Linked DNA regions of Mus musculus: regions 2 and 3 are each linked to region 1. The links are chromatin contacts, called in public promoter capture Hi-C maps. All regions are on one chromosome and are shown on one strand. The core of a region is the stretch at or near the end of the contact, and the rest is flanking DNA. Distances in the headings are between cores, read along the strand shown.

What was found. Promoter capture Hi-C pulls out the DNA fragments that hold promoters and counts their contacts.
Region 2: a promoter capture Hi-C map of pre-B cells shows a contact between it and region 1, with 5 times the contacts expected there. The contact joins the promoter of Dtymk here to the promoter of Asb1 in region 1. A contact is called at or near these places in 1 of 39 promoter capture datasets (pre-B cells), 1 of 484 Hi-C or Micro-C datasets (CD4 T cells) and 2 of 9 other capture datasets (adipose tissue and liver).
Region 3: a contact with region 1 is called in a promoter capture Hi-C map of pre-B cells. The contact joins the promoter of Stk25 here to the promoter of Asb1 in region 1. A contact is called at or near these places in 1 of 39 promoter capture datasets (pre-B cells) and 2 of 9 other capture datasets (adipose tissue and liver).

Annotation. Positions count from the first base shown.
Region 1 is chr1:91,538,196-91,543,342 of GRCm38.p6, reverse strand. It overlaps Asb1 (ankyrin repeat and SOCS box-containing 1), which reads right to left and starts at 2,778. Exons shown (of 5, transcript NM_001039126.2): 1 at 2,479-2,778. The coding sequence starts at 2,530.
Region 2 is chr1:93,798,755-93,803,901 of GRCm38.p6, reverse strand. It overlaps Dtymk (deoxythymidylate kinase), which reads left to right and starts at 1,968. Exons shown (of 5, transcript NM_001105667.1): 1 at 1,968-2,204; 2 at 2,992-3,100. The coding sequence starts at 2,075.
Region 3 is chr1:93,633,038-93,638,184 of GRCm38.p6, reverse strand. Stk25 (serine/threonine kinase 25 (yeast)) reads left to right here and starts at 2,458. Exons shown (of 12, transcript NM_021537.3): 1 at 2,458-2,638; 2 at 2,802-2,887. The coding sequence starts at 2,858.

The DNA of each region.
Region 1 (5,147 bases), core at 1,529-4,028:
TTCCAACGTGGGTAGGAGAGGCAGAGACTGGAGGATGCTTAGGGTCATGGATCCCTGGGCAGGCTGGCAGCTAGATTAGCCAAATACATAAGCCTTGATTCAAAAATAAGGTGGAGTAAGAAAAACACTAAATGTTGACCTCTGAGCTCCATACATACACACACACACACACACACACACACACACACGAGAGAGAGAGAGAGAGAGAGAGAGAGAGAGAGAGAGAGAGAATCATACCTCAATAAAATAGAAAACTAAAATATATGTGCATAAATACAAGTCCAACCTATACAACAAAAAAAATAGAAGTGAATAGAAAGACTGTATCATGTACTAGGATGAGATTCAATATTAGAGAAATTCTCAGGGTTCCCTATAAATATAATGTATCCAGTTTCTTCAGAAATTTGATATCAGATATACCAAAATGATTTCAAACTTGTATTTGTAGATATACATAAGGGAAAATAGCTTTTGTTGCTGTTTTAGTAAGAATAACAGGTGGAAGGAACCCTACCATACTAGATAACAAAACTCTCACCAGACTAGAAAGAAAACAAAAACAAAAAGCAGAATCAATTCTCCAGGAAGACTTTAATCTTAATATAAACAGCTCAACTGTAATAAGCAGGCATAAAATCAGAGTGAGACATACAGCCAGTGGAAAGTAGTTGAACAATTAATCACCTACTTGGAAATACATCTTTGCTCACATCACAGCCCAAACTAACTCCAGGAGACTGAAAAGCTTTATTAAAAGCATTGCACCAACAGGTGAATAAAGACAGCACAAATTCTAACTGCTTGGATTCAAGTCTCCCACCCTGTGGGGATGTCCTAGCATGTTACCAAACATATCCCTTCACAGGCAGGCTTTTTCTAGTCGCTGATGTGTTTCCATATTTGAATACAATATCCGTTGAGCCCCTACAGATTCTCCTATAGGTACACGGTGGTGACGACTAAGTATCCTTGCCCTCTGCGGCCTGAAAGTCCATTGACTGGGCTGAGACCAAGGCAGCACAAGGTTCACAAAAACCTATTCGGTTCACTCTGGTGCACAGCAGACCAACAGGCAGGCATCTATCTAGCCTGGAAATGGATCTGTAAGGCGCTTCCAGGTCCTCCTTTCATCACTGTAACTACAGCACAGTATAAAAATTTAAAGCCAGAGTTGGGGAGGATTCAGATGTACCGGGTAACTGTTAGGAAAATGGCTGGCACCAGAGGACTTCGGAAAGTCTCTGGACCCCCTTAGCTCACCTCTCCTCTACACTCCCAGCCCAGGCCAACAGACCTTCAGAATCTCCTCCAGTTCTAGAGCCGAAAGCCATTTCAATTTCGGACTTCTCTGATCATCTAATCCAACTACCCACTGAAGACCTGTGCCTCTACCCAAGCTGGAAACACACAAACAGAACAGACACTAAAACAACACTGGGGTCGGGGTGGGGTGCAAAACCACTTTTTCTTCCACAGGACTATTCTGTACCTTAAGAAATAGCTACCCTTTGACCAACCACCTCTCTCCCATTTCTCATTCCTGCATGACAGGTCAATCCACTCAAAGATCTTGTCTGTCCCTGAGATCAAATTCAATGACAACCAAAGCTCTTGGTGGTAGAGGCCTTGCCTTGCTTTTTCATGTCACCCCGATAGCCCCAGGTGAGTCAGGCCAATAGGACATCATCCACAAAGTTTGTTGAATTGATGGAGGGAGGAATGACAAGAGACTGTACCAACATTGTGGCTTTCTCAGATTTTCTGCATACAGAAGAGAGCTCAGTGAACTCTAAAATCAGAGATGGGTGCAGAAGCACACCTACCAAACACCTACCAGCAGGTTCAGAAAGACCCCAAGGTGGACGCCGTACCAGGAAACTCTCCTGGGAATTGTTAGTTCCATTGTAGCAGCACTGCAAAGTGGAGCAGCTTTAAGGCAGGTGGCAAGTGTCACCCTTTTTCTGCAGGTGGGTCAAGCGCCCCTGTAAGAGTTGTGGCACTAGCAAGCTCTCTGGGGACAGCACTGTCGTTAAGGTGGGTGGAGGTGGGGCGGAGGACGTTTGTCCAGTAGCTACTGCGCTGACTGGCTGGCGGGATGGGGAAAGGGAACCTGTCCGCACGAAGGCTGACCTCTGAGGGCCCTTACTGACCAGTGAGCTCATACCTGGAAGAAGATCCGAACCCCATGGTCCAGCCAGGGTCATCGCTGACGGGGATGGGCTAACAGGGTGGCAGTTACAAGGCTAGCTCCACCAGAAAGAAACCTCCGTGGGAGGGATGTCCACGAGAGGCCAGGCAGGAGCGGGGGCGCGCGCCTAGGGCCGCGCGGAGCCTAACGTCCACACTTACTGACCCCGGGCGCGATTCCTCGGATCTGGCCTGCGAGGACCGAGGACCCGAGTCCCGGACGCCCAAGGGACACTCTGACCCCAAGACGCAACCCCGCTCCCTACTACCCCTAGCCGCGCACGTTACCTGCGGGTCCCGGGCCGGCCCGTCCATCGGGGCCGGTCCCGCCCTCCGCCATGCCTACTTGGTCCTCAGCCTCCGCCCTGACCCCGCCGCCTGTCCACCTCCGCAGCAATCCTGTCAGAGAGCAACGCTGTCAGAGAAGCACCGCCGGCGTTTCCGGCAGGTGGGCGTGTCCAGGGCTCGGCTTCCGGGGAGTATGAGCCTCCTTTTCGTACTTCCTGCTCCGGACGGAGGGTGCTGGGGTCTCCACTTCCGGCCTGGCTAACGGACTTGATTGCTGATTAGCGGGGTTGACCAAACTGCGTCTCCCGAGGCAACAGCAGCAGCTTCTGGGGAAACGCCTTTCCTCTGGGGGCGGAGGCTTATTTGCATGCCTCAGGAACTCCTGGTTGGTCGATTCTGTTCCCGCCCACTGGAGGGCGGGACGTGGGCGGGACCGTTACGGCCCAGTGGACTGTGGTCCGCTATCGCAGCGGCTGAAGGGTGTTGAGTGACGTGGGGCTGCGCTGCTGTCCTTTCTACGAGACTCCAAACGGTGCCTTCCGAGTCGGTGACTTGCAAAGTTGTGTTAGACGAAGGCAGCCCAGAATGTCTCCATGGAGCCAATAGTGTCTGTAACTTGGTCAAGGCGTGTTGACAGAGTGGCTTTCCCTCAAGCACTCCCGATTTTACATCGGTCACACTGTGTGCGTTGCGTTACGAACAGTTCTTAAGCATGGACGCTGTCGGGTCCTTTCATTCTCCTCTACACAACTTAGGGAAGGTACCTTGCAGGGGGAGGACCCCAGTGGACCGGGGGGAGACCGCGCCTTAAGGAGACAGAAGCGCCCCGCTGTCCTGTGAGATGGAGGCAAGGCCACAGTCTCCAACACCGCGGCTGTGACTTGTCTGCATCTTTGTGTGGTCATGGCACACCAGCTGGGAGCTAGCGACTATAGGTGCCCAACAAATCCTCGTGCCCAGACTGGCTCAGTTGCACAGGTCTGTGGAGCTGTGTGAGGCATCCTGGAACAGAGCCACGGGCTCTGAGGGTTTTGAGGGGAGCGGGGAGATTCCTGCAGTGGTGTTTGGTCTTGATAACACCGTTGGCACGAGGGACAGGTGACACCAATGACGCTGCAAGGCAAAGAGCCAGAGGTGGCTCAGCCTTATGGCTCTGCTCCACGGCTGCACATCCCTGGCTGGGATACCTCAAGGGTAAAACCACCCAAATGCGCATCAAAATGTGGTGTCGTGGCCATCCATATATCCTTTAAAAAGCCTCTGCCCCAGGTTACAACATGGCCAACCCTGGAGGATCTCTGCTCAGTGAAATAAGCCAGCAATAACGAACAAATAATGCACTCTTCCACACATAGGTCACTAAAGGAATCAGCTTCGGAAACAGAGTGGAATAGTAGGTGTCAGTTTGCTTCCAGAAAAGGGAGTGTCACGGGTGAGGGGACAGAGATAAAACTCCAGGCTGTCACCCTAGCCTGAGAACTTCGTTGAGACCAAAACTCAAGCAAAACTGGACTTACTGCTTTGGCTCGGGAAAAAAAAAATTTGTTAAGACTAATGGAAGCAATGTTGAGGTTTTATTTAAAATACTTTAACATTAGACTTTAACCTAAAGACTTAGAAGAGAGGTACTATGGAAGACACACCCAAGTATAGCTCCTCAAGGGAGTCACAATCCTTAGCACTAGCTACTATATACACCATTTTGATGGCTCTCAACTTAGATCTCAAGAGTACTCAGAAACTAACACTCTCTCTCTCTCTCTCTCTCTCTCTCTCTCTCTCTCTCTCTCTCTCTCTCTCTCGTGTTTGTGTGTGTGTCTATGAGATTATGGGGTGGCTTCAGACATACCTTGGATGGAATTATAATCTGATAAAGCCAGGAGCCACTGATTGCATGAGTTTTGTGCATGTCCATTTCCTGTAAAAGTTTCTAGTGAGAGTCCTGGAAAATTGCAGGTGCATAAGTGCGGAGGGAGGAAAGCTTTAAGCAGTTAATTGTGCTGGAATTCCTGCTTCTCTGTTGGCAAGAGGCTTCAACCAAATTCCTCAGTAAAGGTAAAGGGCTCCTCTTCCTCCTCATACCTCCATGATTTGCCTTTCTATTCTATCTCAGGAGGAATAGGAAGTGAATACTTTTTAAAAGGGGTTTGGGGGTGGGGTAGGGCAAATGGAGACAAGATCTTACTAGCCCTTGGCTGGCCCAGAGCTGATATGTAAATGAGTCTTGCCTTAACTCATTGAGATCCACCTGCAGTAGCTTCCCAGGTGCTGGGAAAGTATACAACCACAGCTGGCAGAATTATTTTTATATTTATTTAAAGTGTGTGTGTGTGTGTGTGTGTGTGTGTGTGTGTGTGTGTGTGTGTGTGTGTGTGTGTGTGCGTGCGCGCGCGCGCGTGCGTGCGTGCTGGGAGCACCATGTGTGTGCTGGTGTCTTCAGAGGACAGAAGAGGGATTAGATAGCCTGGAGTTGGACTGACACGCAGTGGTGAGCTGGTGCTGGGTGGAGTAAGCCGGCCCTCAGCCTACATGAACCGGGTATTTCTGGAAGGCAGGCTGGGGCTGAAAGAGACTTAGACTGCAAGAAAGGAATAACGAAGCCAAGACAATTTTTCTCTGATCAAGGCCCACTAGTTTACTAAGAGAGTGTGCTTATAAAGGGGGAAGGC
Region 2 (5,147 bases), core at 719-3,218, 2.3 Mb before region 1:
TTGGCCGGAAAGTGGGCGGGGCAACTCAGGGGCCACCCCTAGGCTTCCGGCCGGCTGTGGTCGCCAGGCGGCGCTGTGGGGCTTGCCCTGAGGGAACGCGGATGGGCGATGTGCTCGGTTCGCAGTTTGCAATGTGGAAGCTCTGTCTCTGGCCCAGCCGGATTCCAAGCCCTGGCAGGGGACTCCGCTTGCACGTGTGCTGGCGCCAAACCTGCCAGCCGACACCTGCCGCTCTTCCCGCGTTGTTCAGACACCCGCTGCCTGTGGTTTCTCCTGGCTGACGGGGCCTCCCGGAAGGAGACCCCCTCACAGGCATCGGTTAACTTCCATGCTCTTTGTGGCTGTCTGGTCCCGAGGGGGGCGTGCCCACGCTGGACCTCGGTTGCTTTGACTCGCACTTCGTGAAGAAGCCACGCACCCCTCGATGCCTGCAAAAATACATTTTACATTCCTACGGCAACTCTGTTACAGTTAATGAAACAATATAACTAAAATCCAGGGTTTACCAGAGTCCACTCTTGGTGGGCTCTAATATTTCTGAGAAGTATTAAGTATCCCCCTTATAGCATCCTGAAGAATATTTTTCACTGCCTTTAATTCTTTTGGTCTATTACAATAGCGCGCGCACACACACACACGCATACTTGTAACCAATAAACGTTTTAGAGTCTCTGTAGTATTGCTTTGCTAACATGCCATGTAGTTGCATTTTACAGTACACAGTCTTTTCAGACTGGCTGCATTTATCATTATACAGTTCAGGTTCCTCCATGTCCTAGTAAGTAACTGATAATTCACTTTTTACTTCAAAATTATTTCACTGTGTAATTACCAGTTTATCAGTTTGCGTGTTGGAGGACATCTTAGCTGCTTCCATATTTAGGCAAATGTGGCTAGAGCTGATACAATCATTTGTGTGCAGACATAGTTTCCAACCCATTTGGGTAAATATTGACTTCATGTTAAAAGTAGAGTGCTTTCTTGAGAAACAGCCAAGCTATCTTCCACACCGTTTTTGCCTTCTCCTCTGCACTGACAGTCTCCTTCGCTCCACGTCCTCACCAGCATGATGAAGGGTTAGAATTGTAGATTTGGGCTATTCTCGAAGAGGTGAAATTATCTTAATTCATGATTCCTAACAATATGTTTGTGTTGCACATTTTTACATATGTGTCTGGCATCTGTGTCACTTCTTTGGGTGTTAGTTCAAATGTTTGCATAAACCTTGATCTACCTCCCAAATGTTGGGTTTATAGGCTATGTCACTCACTATATCCAATTTATTCTGTGCTGGGTATGGAATCTTTGTTCATTAGGCAAAACATAACCCAGCCCAGCCTTTGACTGCGGATCCTTTTTTCTCTTCCTCTAGAGTACTGTTGTTTGGGTTTTTGAGCCTGGGTCTCACAATGTATCCCTGGCTGGCCTGAAACTATGTAAGTGGCCTCAGACTCACAGAGATTTGCCCGCCTCCTGCTCATGTATTTTCCCTGACTTTATTTTGTCTGTAAAAACACTGCTAGGGGGAAAGGAATTTAAAAGGGGGGGGGGTGGTTTCAATTCTGCCCACGCTGCAAATAAACCCATTTCCTTCCACCAACTTACACTAAAACGACAAGGAAAATTCCTGAGCGGTTCGAAAATGCTGCAGAAAGTACATCTTGGGGGTCGATGTTCCTATCCTTAACTCCTTTCAGAGCCTGATCATCACATGGCTCCTGTACGCGCGCAGGTGTGTGTGTGATAAGAAACTTTTAGAACCCTTCAGTAGCGCGCTTAGGGGCATAAAAATTTGATTCCGTTACAGGTCTCGAACTTCCACGTGACCAGAGCCTGCGCAACCACAGTCCTTAAGATTGGTGCTCTTCGGGAGCGGCGAACGGAAGTTCCGCGAGTTGGCGCTCGCTAAACTGCAGACTCCCGGGCCTAGATTACGTCACGTCCGGAAGCTGTTCCCCGCAGGCCACAGAATTCGTTTTCCAACCGGAAGAGGGCAGGGCTTCCGTGCACGCCGGGCTTCTGCTGCATCTAACATTGGCGGGAACCTGGCAAGTTGACCGGTGCTGTGCGGGCGATGGCGTCGCGTCGGGGAGCGCTCATCGTGCTGGAGGGTGTGGACCGTGCTGGCAAGACCACGCAGGGCCTCAAGCTGGTGACCGCGCTGTGCGCCTCGGGCCACAGAGCGGAGCTGCTGCGTTTCCCCGGTGCGCGGGTGGGCCTGGAGAATTCCCTCACTCTCTCTTTGGGTTGTAGTCTTAGTATCTTTAAAAGCTTTTAGAACATCTATTTATTTATTATTGTGCATGCGTGTGCTGGCTAGTCTATGTCAGTTTGACTCAAGCTACCTCAATTGAGAAAACTGGCCCCACCAGATTGGCCAGCAGACAAGCCTGGAAGACATTTTCTTCATTGGTCATTGATTTGGGAGGGCCCGGCTGGTGGAGATGGCTTAGTTAATAAAATACAGGCTGAAATGAGAGCCTGGGTTTAGTTTCCCAGGTTAAAAAAAAAAAAAACCTAGTACGGTTGCTTATCCAACCGCTGGAGAGGTGAGACGGACTCGTTCCTGGGACTTGTGAGCCAGCCAGTTCAGCCAAAACTGAGCTTCAGGTAGAAGCTCCTCTCTGAAAACACAAGGTGGAAAAGTACTGAAAAGGGAACATAAGGTTGACTTTTGGCCTTGCGCCCTGTACACTGGACACCAACCCCTGATCCTACAAATTAAGTAGGTTGGGAATTGGAACAACCACTTTGCAGGATATTTTAATTTTCAAACCAACCAGTCAAAAGTCTTACAAGTACTTTTGAAATCAAGACTTGCACGTACATTACTTCCTTTTCTCGGGGAGACTTCTTTGGCTTCAGAGATGGTCCAAAGCTGTCTGGAGGTTGAAAGTTAGGTGTAGGTGCAAGGAGAGAACTTAAGTGCAAACCCCTGTAGACTTCAGGTGAAGAGTCTGACTTCAGTCGAGTGTATCTTTGTCTTTCTAGAAAGATCAACGGAAATCGGCAAGCTTCTGAATTCCTACTTGGAAAAGAAAACGGAACTAGAGGATCACTCCGTGCACCTGCTCTTCTCTGCAAACCGCTGGGAACAAGTGTAAAGACCTGCGTCGTTGCTCCCCGGTTGTAACATGCACACTTTTGTGTGTGGCAAGGGTGCGAGCACCTGTGTGTGGCATGTGTGCAAACACCCGCACGTCGAGACCAGAGGCCAGCTTGGGAGGTTTCCTCTACCCTACCATTCGACGCCGTATTTGAGATAAAAAAATCGACGTATTTGAGATAAAAAATCGTCGTATTTGAGATAAAAAATCGCCGTATTTGAGATAAAACATCGTCGTATTTGACCATCGTATTTAACCACATCCGGCTTGTTTTGTTTTATTAAAAGGTTTTTTTTTTGATTTGGTTTTTGGTTTTGTTTTTTTGATACTAGGTTTCCCTACATAACAGTCCTGACTATCCTGGAACTTGCCTTATAGACCAGGCTGGCCTCATAAAAAATATGTATTCGTTTTTGTGTAATATAAATGGCTACCTGTATGTGCACCTCATGCATACCTGCTGCCCAAGGAAGACAACTCCTGTAACTAGAGTTACTGAGAGTTGTAAGCTGTCATGTGAGTTCTGGGAACCAAACCTGGGTCCTTGGCAAGAGCAGTAAGTGCTTTTAACTGCTGAGGCAAGGTTTGTTTTGTTTTGTTTGTTTTTGTTTTTTCGAGACAGGGTTTCTCTGTATAGCCCTGGCTGTCCTAGAACTCACTTTGTAGACCAGGCTGACTTTGAACTCAGAAATCTGCCTGCCTCTGCCTGGGATTAAAGGCGTGCACCACCACACCCGGCTTGTTTTGTTTTATTAAAAGTTTTTTTTTTTTTTTTTTGGTTTGGTTTGGTTTTTGGTTTTGTTTTTTTTTTGATACTAGGTTTCCCTACATAACAGCCCTGACTATCCTGGAACTTGCCTTATAGACCAGGCTGGCCTCATGCCTAGCTGAGATAATTTTGGGATACACTGGCCTTTGTGCTTCTGGGTCCTGTCTGTCTCCCTAAATGTCTTTCTTCCTGCTGGCTTATATCTGGGTTCTGGGGTACTAGAAATCCAAACCCCAGTCTTCCTGTTATATGGCAAACAGTTTATCCATAGAGCCACATCTCCAGCCCCCAGCCTTTTGTTTTTTGTCTTTGTTTTTAAGATACTTGGTCCCCTCTGTAGCTCAGAGTGTCCTCTAAGTAACGATAACCCTTCCTTCTCAGCCTTTTAAGTGCTAGCTATTTTCATTTTCTTCTCTTTTTTTCCTAGATGAAGTTTCTCAGTGTAGCCTTGGCTGTCCTGGAACTCACTCTGTAGACCAGTCTGGCCTTGAACTCACAGACATCCTACCTGCCACTGCCTCCTGAGTGCTGGGATTAAAGGCATGTGCCACCACCACCCAGCTAAGTTAGCTGGTGTTGTGTTGTTGTATTGTTGCATTTGCAGAGAATATACTTTGTATGTCTGTCCTTTGTCAGATATGCTTTTTTTTTTTTTTTTTATTGTCTGGATTGCTTTTCTTTCTTTTTGTTTCTTACACTTATTTATTACACATACAGCTTCTGGCCTACAGGCCAGAAGAGGGTGCCAGATCCCATTACAGATAATTGTGAGCCATCGTGTAGGTGCTGGGAATTGAACTCAGGACCTCTGCAAGAGCAGGCAATGCTCTTAACCTCTGAGCCATCTCTGCAGCCCTCAGCTATGCCTTTTATACATCCTGTCTCCCGTTCTATGGCTTGTCTCTTACATGGCACAGCTACATTTTCCAAGGCTGTCAGTTCTCGAATTACTTTGATTTTTGGTGTTATCAAACCCAAGGGCATCCAGGTTCTCTCTCCTTCATTCTCACTTTCCTTTAAGGAGTTTCTCTTAGCCATTTAGGTCTGGGGTCTATTTTAATTCTGTGAAGGTTGTAAGATCTGAGTTTAGATTTCAACCTTCCTCGCCCATGCCCCAGAATCAGTTGCCTCTTGTGAGGTGTGCTAACTGAGAAGAGTCTGACTCCCTTCTGTGGCCTCAGTGATACCTTCTTGCTCAAGCCAAGCCCTCCACCTTTGCACATCTAAGATTTTGCACACTGGTAATGATGGTGAGTGAGCCTGTGGTGTTT
Region 3 (5,147 bases), core at 1,209-3,708, 2.1 Mb before region 1:
CCAGGCAGGCGTGGTGCAGGAGAAACTGAGAGTTCTACATCTTCATCTGAAGTCTGCTAGCTGAATACTGGCTTCTAGGTAGCTAGGGTGAGGGTCCTAGGCCCACTCCCACAGTGACACACCTACTCTAACAGGGCCACACCTTCTAATAGTACCACTCCCTGGGCCAAGCATATACAAATCACCACAGAAACCAATTCCAGGTGATGGGAAACAATCTTTATACATCACTGAGACAGGAGATATTCCAATAATCATGACAATGACAATGACCATTGTGGATGGTGCCATCCCTGGACTGGTGGCCCCAGTTTCTATGAGAAAGCAGGCTGCACAAGCCATGAAAAACAAGCCAGTAAGCAGTACCTCTCCATTGTCTTAGCATCAGATCCTGCCTCCAGGTTCCTGCCTTGTTTGAGTTCCTGTCCTGACTTCCTTTGGTGAGGAGCAGTGTTGTAGATTATAAGCCAAATAAACCCTTTCCTCTCCATGTGGCTTTGGTCATATCATCACAGCAATATGAACCCTCACTAAGACACAATGAATTTATTATTTTATATGTATAGTCATTCACATCCACAGATGTTTGTGTACCACTTGTGTACCTGATGCCCACAGAGGCCAGAAGAGGACTCGGATCCCCTGAAATTGGAGTGACCAATAGTTGAGAGCCACCATGTGGGTGCTGGGAACCAAGCCTGGTTCCTATGCAAAAGTCTCCAGTGCTCTTAACAGCTGAAAAGAAAATCTCTCCAGACCCTTGGGAAGTGTTTTATAGATAAACTACATGGAAGTCTTCCTAAACAGCCAACAACTCTTCAATATCTATTTGACCCAAGAACAAAGCAATAAACCAATACGAAGTTTAATCTCATGAGTAGGGCTTTTCACATGAAGTCTGATGGTTCATATGGATAACCCCAGCATTTGGGAGGCAGAGGCAGAGGCAGAGGCAGAGGCAGAGGCAGAGGCAGAGGCAGAGGCAGAGGCAGAGGCAGAGGCAGAGGCAGAGGCAGAGGCAGAGGCAGAGGCAGAGGCAGAGGCAGAGGCAGAGGCAGAGGCAGAGGCAGAACTGCTGTGAATTTGAGGCCAAAAAGGGCCACATAGAGAGTTTTAAGCCAGCCTAGGCTACAGAATGAGGTCCTGTCTTAAAAATCAAAAATAAAGGCCTACAGAGATTCCTCAATCATTAAGAATTCTTGTTGCTCTTCCAGAGGACCAGAATTTAGTTCTAGCACCCATGCCATTCAGCATATGACCCTCTGCAACTCCAGATCCAGGCCTTTTCAGATCTCAGTAGGTTCCTGTTCACATTTAACATACACATATATGTACATAAATAAGTCTTAATAGAGTTGGCCTTGCCTAATTTCAGACTTTTCTATAGGAGGGATAGGTAGGCTGAAGGCCATCCTACAGATGATCTTTTTCAGGGGCAATAAAAATATTTGCCCCTATTGTTGATGCCTTGGGGCGGGGGAGGGGAGGAAACCAAGGTGCTTCAGGATCCAGGGCAGGGCTGTTTGCTGGAAGTCTATTTTCTTCTGGGGAAAAACACAGCAAAGAAAACCTAATCAACATGTAGTAAAATTTGGCGGTTAAAGAATCTGATGCAAGGTCTTGCATGCAAGGTTTAAGGTTCCAGGATGGTGCCCAGGAAGAAAATCCACCAGAGAACAGAAACAACAAGCCTTTATGAGTTGGGGAGTAGGGACATTATGGTGGTTTGCACTGAGCCGTCATAGGAATGGACACAGTATGGAGCCAAATCTCCCTCCCGTGGAACACTAGGAGACTGCATAGAAGTGGACATTGCTGACTAGTCACTCATACTGAATTCACAGGATGAAAGGCATCTTCCAACCTTTGGAAATCCCCGCTGGACCACACAACTCTTCCCAGCGCCAGGTCATGTCCTGGGGACCTACGATTAAACCTTTTCAGATAGGGAAACTGAGGCAGGAGAGAAGCACTTGTCCAACAATGGGCGACTTTTCTAAGGGCGCGCGTGGGCGTACTCCTTGTGTGTGTGTGTTGCTAAGCGCAGACAAGAAGGTCACACTGCGGTTAAAGCTGGAGCACCAGGATATGAGGGTAATGTGGGTTCGCACTCCAGGCACACAGTATGGGTCTCAGAAGCTTGGCAAACAGAACTGGGAAAATGAGAGGAGGGCTGAAAAAAAAAGAGAAAAAAAAGCCTAGAAAACGTCAAGGCAACTGCGCACGCGCTGCACCCGTCACCGCGCGGCCTGACAGGAGGGGCAGCCCAGCTCGGGCATATCTCAAGGTTCGGATCCAATCTGTGGCGCATTTGTGCCTCTCCACTGACCGCCCACCGCAAGTTCTCCTGGGACTTGTAGTCTGTCGCCATCAGGGCCCCGGAGCACTTGCGTAACACCTCATCCTACCGCGCAGCCTGCTGGGACTTGTAGTCTCAATTTTGCGTGCCCGGGGTACGGGGCGGGCTGCGGGACTCCTAGTCCCACAGAGCTTCGCGCTCGCCACGACGCCCTGCTCAGAGCCGCTGCCTCCACCTCACGGGCTGGGAGGCCTGGGCGTTCCGGGAGACCGAATTGCGGTGTGAGCCGCCGTGGGGACTGCGAAGCGGGCCCGGAGTCCGAGATGGAGCCGCCCGGAGGTGGGCGCTGCCAGCGGGCCTCGCCTGAATGTTGGGGAGGCCGGGCACGCCCTGAGGGCGGGTCGGGGGCCCTGGGCGCGGGACCGGAGGTCGCGGGTGGAGGGACGCCACGGAACGGGTCCCCCTGGCCACTGTTGACCGAGCGGCCTGCGGTTTCTCGCAGGTGCTTGAGGCGAGCGGGCGGAGCGGCTGCGACGGACTGGTCACGTCAGCGGGGACATGGCTCACCTCCGGGGCTTCGCGCACCAGGTGAGTGTGGGCGTCGGCGTGCCCCGAGTCCGTGGTTCGCTGTGGAGCGGATTTGTCCACTTGAGGCGGGAGAGGGGCGGAGGCCGTCTGCCTCGGGGCGCGTCTTGGGGCCGTTGGAACTCTGGCCTGTGCCGAGCCAGCGCCTGCGGAAGACGTGAGCCCCAGGGAACGTCTGCGGGGCGAGCGCTTCTGCTCGGGAGCTGCTGGGGGCAGGTGCAGGAACCTGCCCTGGGCACAACCTGCTTGACCCAGGCTCGGAGCACCTTCCCAGAAGATGGACTCCACCTTCCTTGGCTAACGGGATGGAACCCCGACACGGGACCGCACAGGAGATGAGGGCTGCGTAGGGTCAGAGGGTTCGGTGGTTTGCTCTCTGGACCCCCTTTCTCGCCTTTATTTTATTTGTGGTGTTGTTATTTCAGAGCAATATGACAGACAGCTAGTGAAGTGGAATGAGCTGCCTTGGCGGCTGATTTTCCTCTGGCTTTAGCTGTGGGATTTGCGTTTTAAGGGCTTGGTTTAGATAGGCTTAGGCTTGACAGTTGCACAGTGAAGGAATCAGTTCCTGAGGACAGTGCAGCCGCTCACCCCACCCCACCCTGACCCCCCTTCTCCCTGCATCCTTGAGAACTGGTTGTGTAGACAGGAAGCATGTCCGTCCGCTGCTTGTGGGCAGGAATTGGAGGCAGGGCTCCTTGGAGGAAACCAAACCAGCCTGGAAGACTACTCACAGCTGTTGGGGAGGGCTTTTGGCCCAGCTGTCACAGATGGGATCCCGAGCTTGCTAACTGATGCTGAATTAAGCTAACACATTTTTAATACATTTTGACATTTCGCCTCTAATTATATAACATACTAAGAGAGAGAGAAAAAAAATCTGCCTCTAGTTTATTTTTAAGAGACTTAAGCTTAGCTTATGAAGGTCCCAGGATGACAAATTGGAGCTATGAATTGCGAAGGAGTACAGTAATGATGGCTAGGGGACCTTTCTCAAAGAGAAAACACCCTTTTTGTCTTTTTAGGGGCCTGTGTCCAGCCTAGACATACTTGGCTTCTGAAAGTGACACAAAACCTTTGTAGGGCTGCTTTCTCCCAAGATGGCTGCCATAGAGTCCTATGAAATTGCTCCTTTTGTGTGATAAGGCTTGTACTTTCCCCCTGTAGCCTGTGCTTCTGCCTTAGATTACCTTTTACCCGGCCTGTTCCTGCCCATCTCTGGAAGGACCAGATGGTTCTGGGCAAGCACTGTGTGACTGTGTGTGGTAGATGAGGGAGGATGTGTGCTGAGTTGTTCCTCTTGTTTTGGAGAGGTGATACACAGCAGGCATGTTGGCAGAAAGGCCAGAGGCTGTAAGTATAATATCCCTAGGATGGAATGGAGAGCGAATGGGTCTCAGTTGTTCAGAGTAAGTTAGATGGCTTGAGTGATGGTTCATAACACATTCTGTCCAGAAGAGAAATCTGAGCCACCCAGATCAGCATGCTAGCTGTCTGTGATTGGCTGGGTTTGGGACTAGGGCTGCTTCAAAGGTGTAAATACAGAGACCATGCCAGAAAGGCTCCTATCATACTGTTTCTTAGGCTGACTGGTTCACAGCTATAGGTACCCAAAAAACGTAGACTTTGAAGACTAGGGTTCCCACCTTCCTTGCACAAAGTCTAGAACTCTGGCTTTGGGATCTGTTATTTTCTTTTCCTCTGAGGCAGTGTGAGTGAATACCTGGCCTGAAGTATCCTTCTTCGGCTACTGTAGTGGACAAGTTCTGATTCTAGGTTCCCCCAGAAGAGAGCAATTAAGAATTCTCAGTATGGCTGAGCAGTGTGGGAGGATGTGGTGTCTGAGCCTGAGTAGTAGGAAAAGGGCTACTGAGAACTGGAAGGATAGTGGTCCTGGGTCATGTAGTTAGCCGATGGCTTGACTTCTCTCTAACAGGCTTTCTTAGGCTACAAGCACTGGACTGAACCAGTGATAAGACTGTATTGCCTTGAGTCCTCAACTAGACCTTCTGGAGATCTTTGAGATGGTTTTCAAGGTGTCTCAAAACTACACATGGTGGAGCTGTAGCATCTGAGGAGACAGTAGAGGCCAAGTGGTTAGAGAAAGAAGGGTTTGAAAAAGTGTTTTGGGGCCTGCTGGAGCAGAAACAGGCAGAAAAACAAAACAGAACAATAACAACAACAACAAAACAGGCAGGAAAAGGTCTGCTATGTGGCCCTTGCTCTGCACCTGGCTTTCAGGGCTGGCTTTGAGCAGGGGATC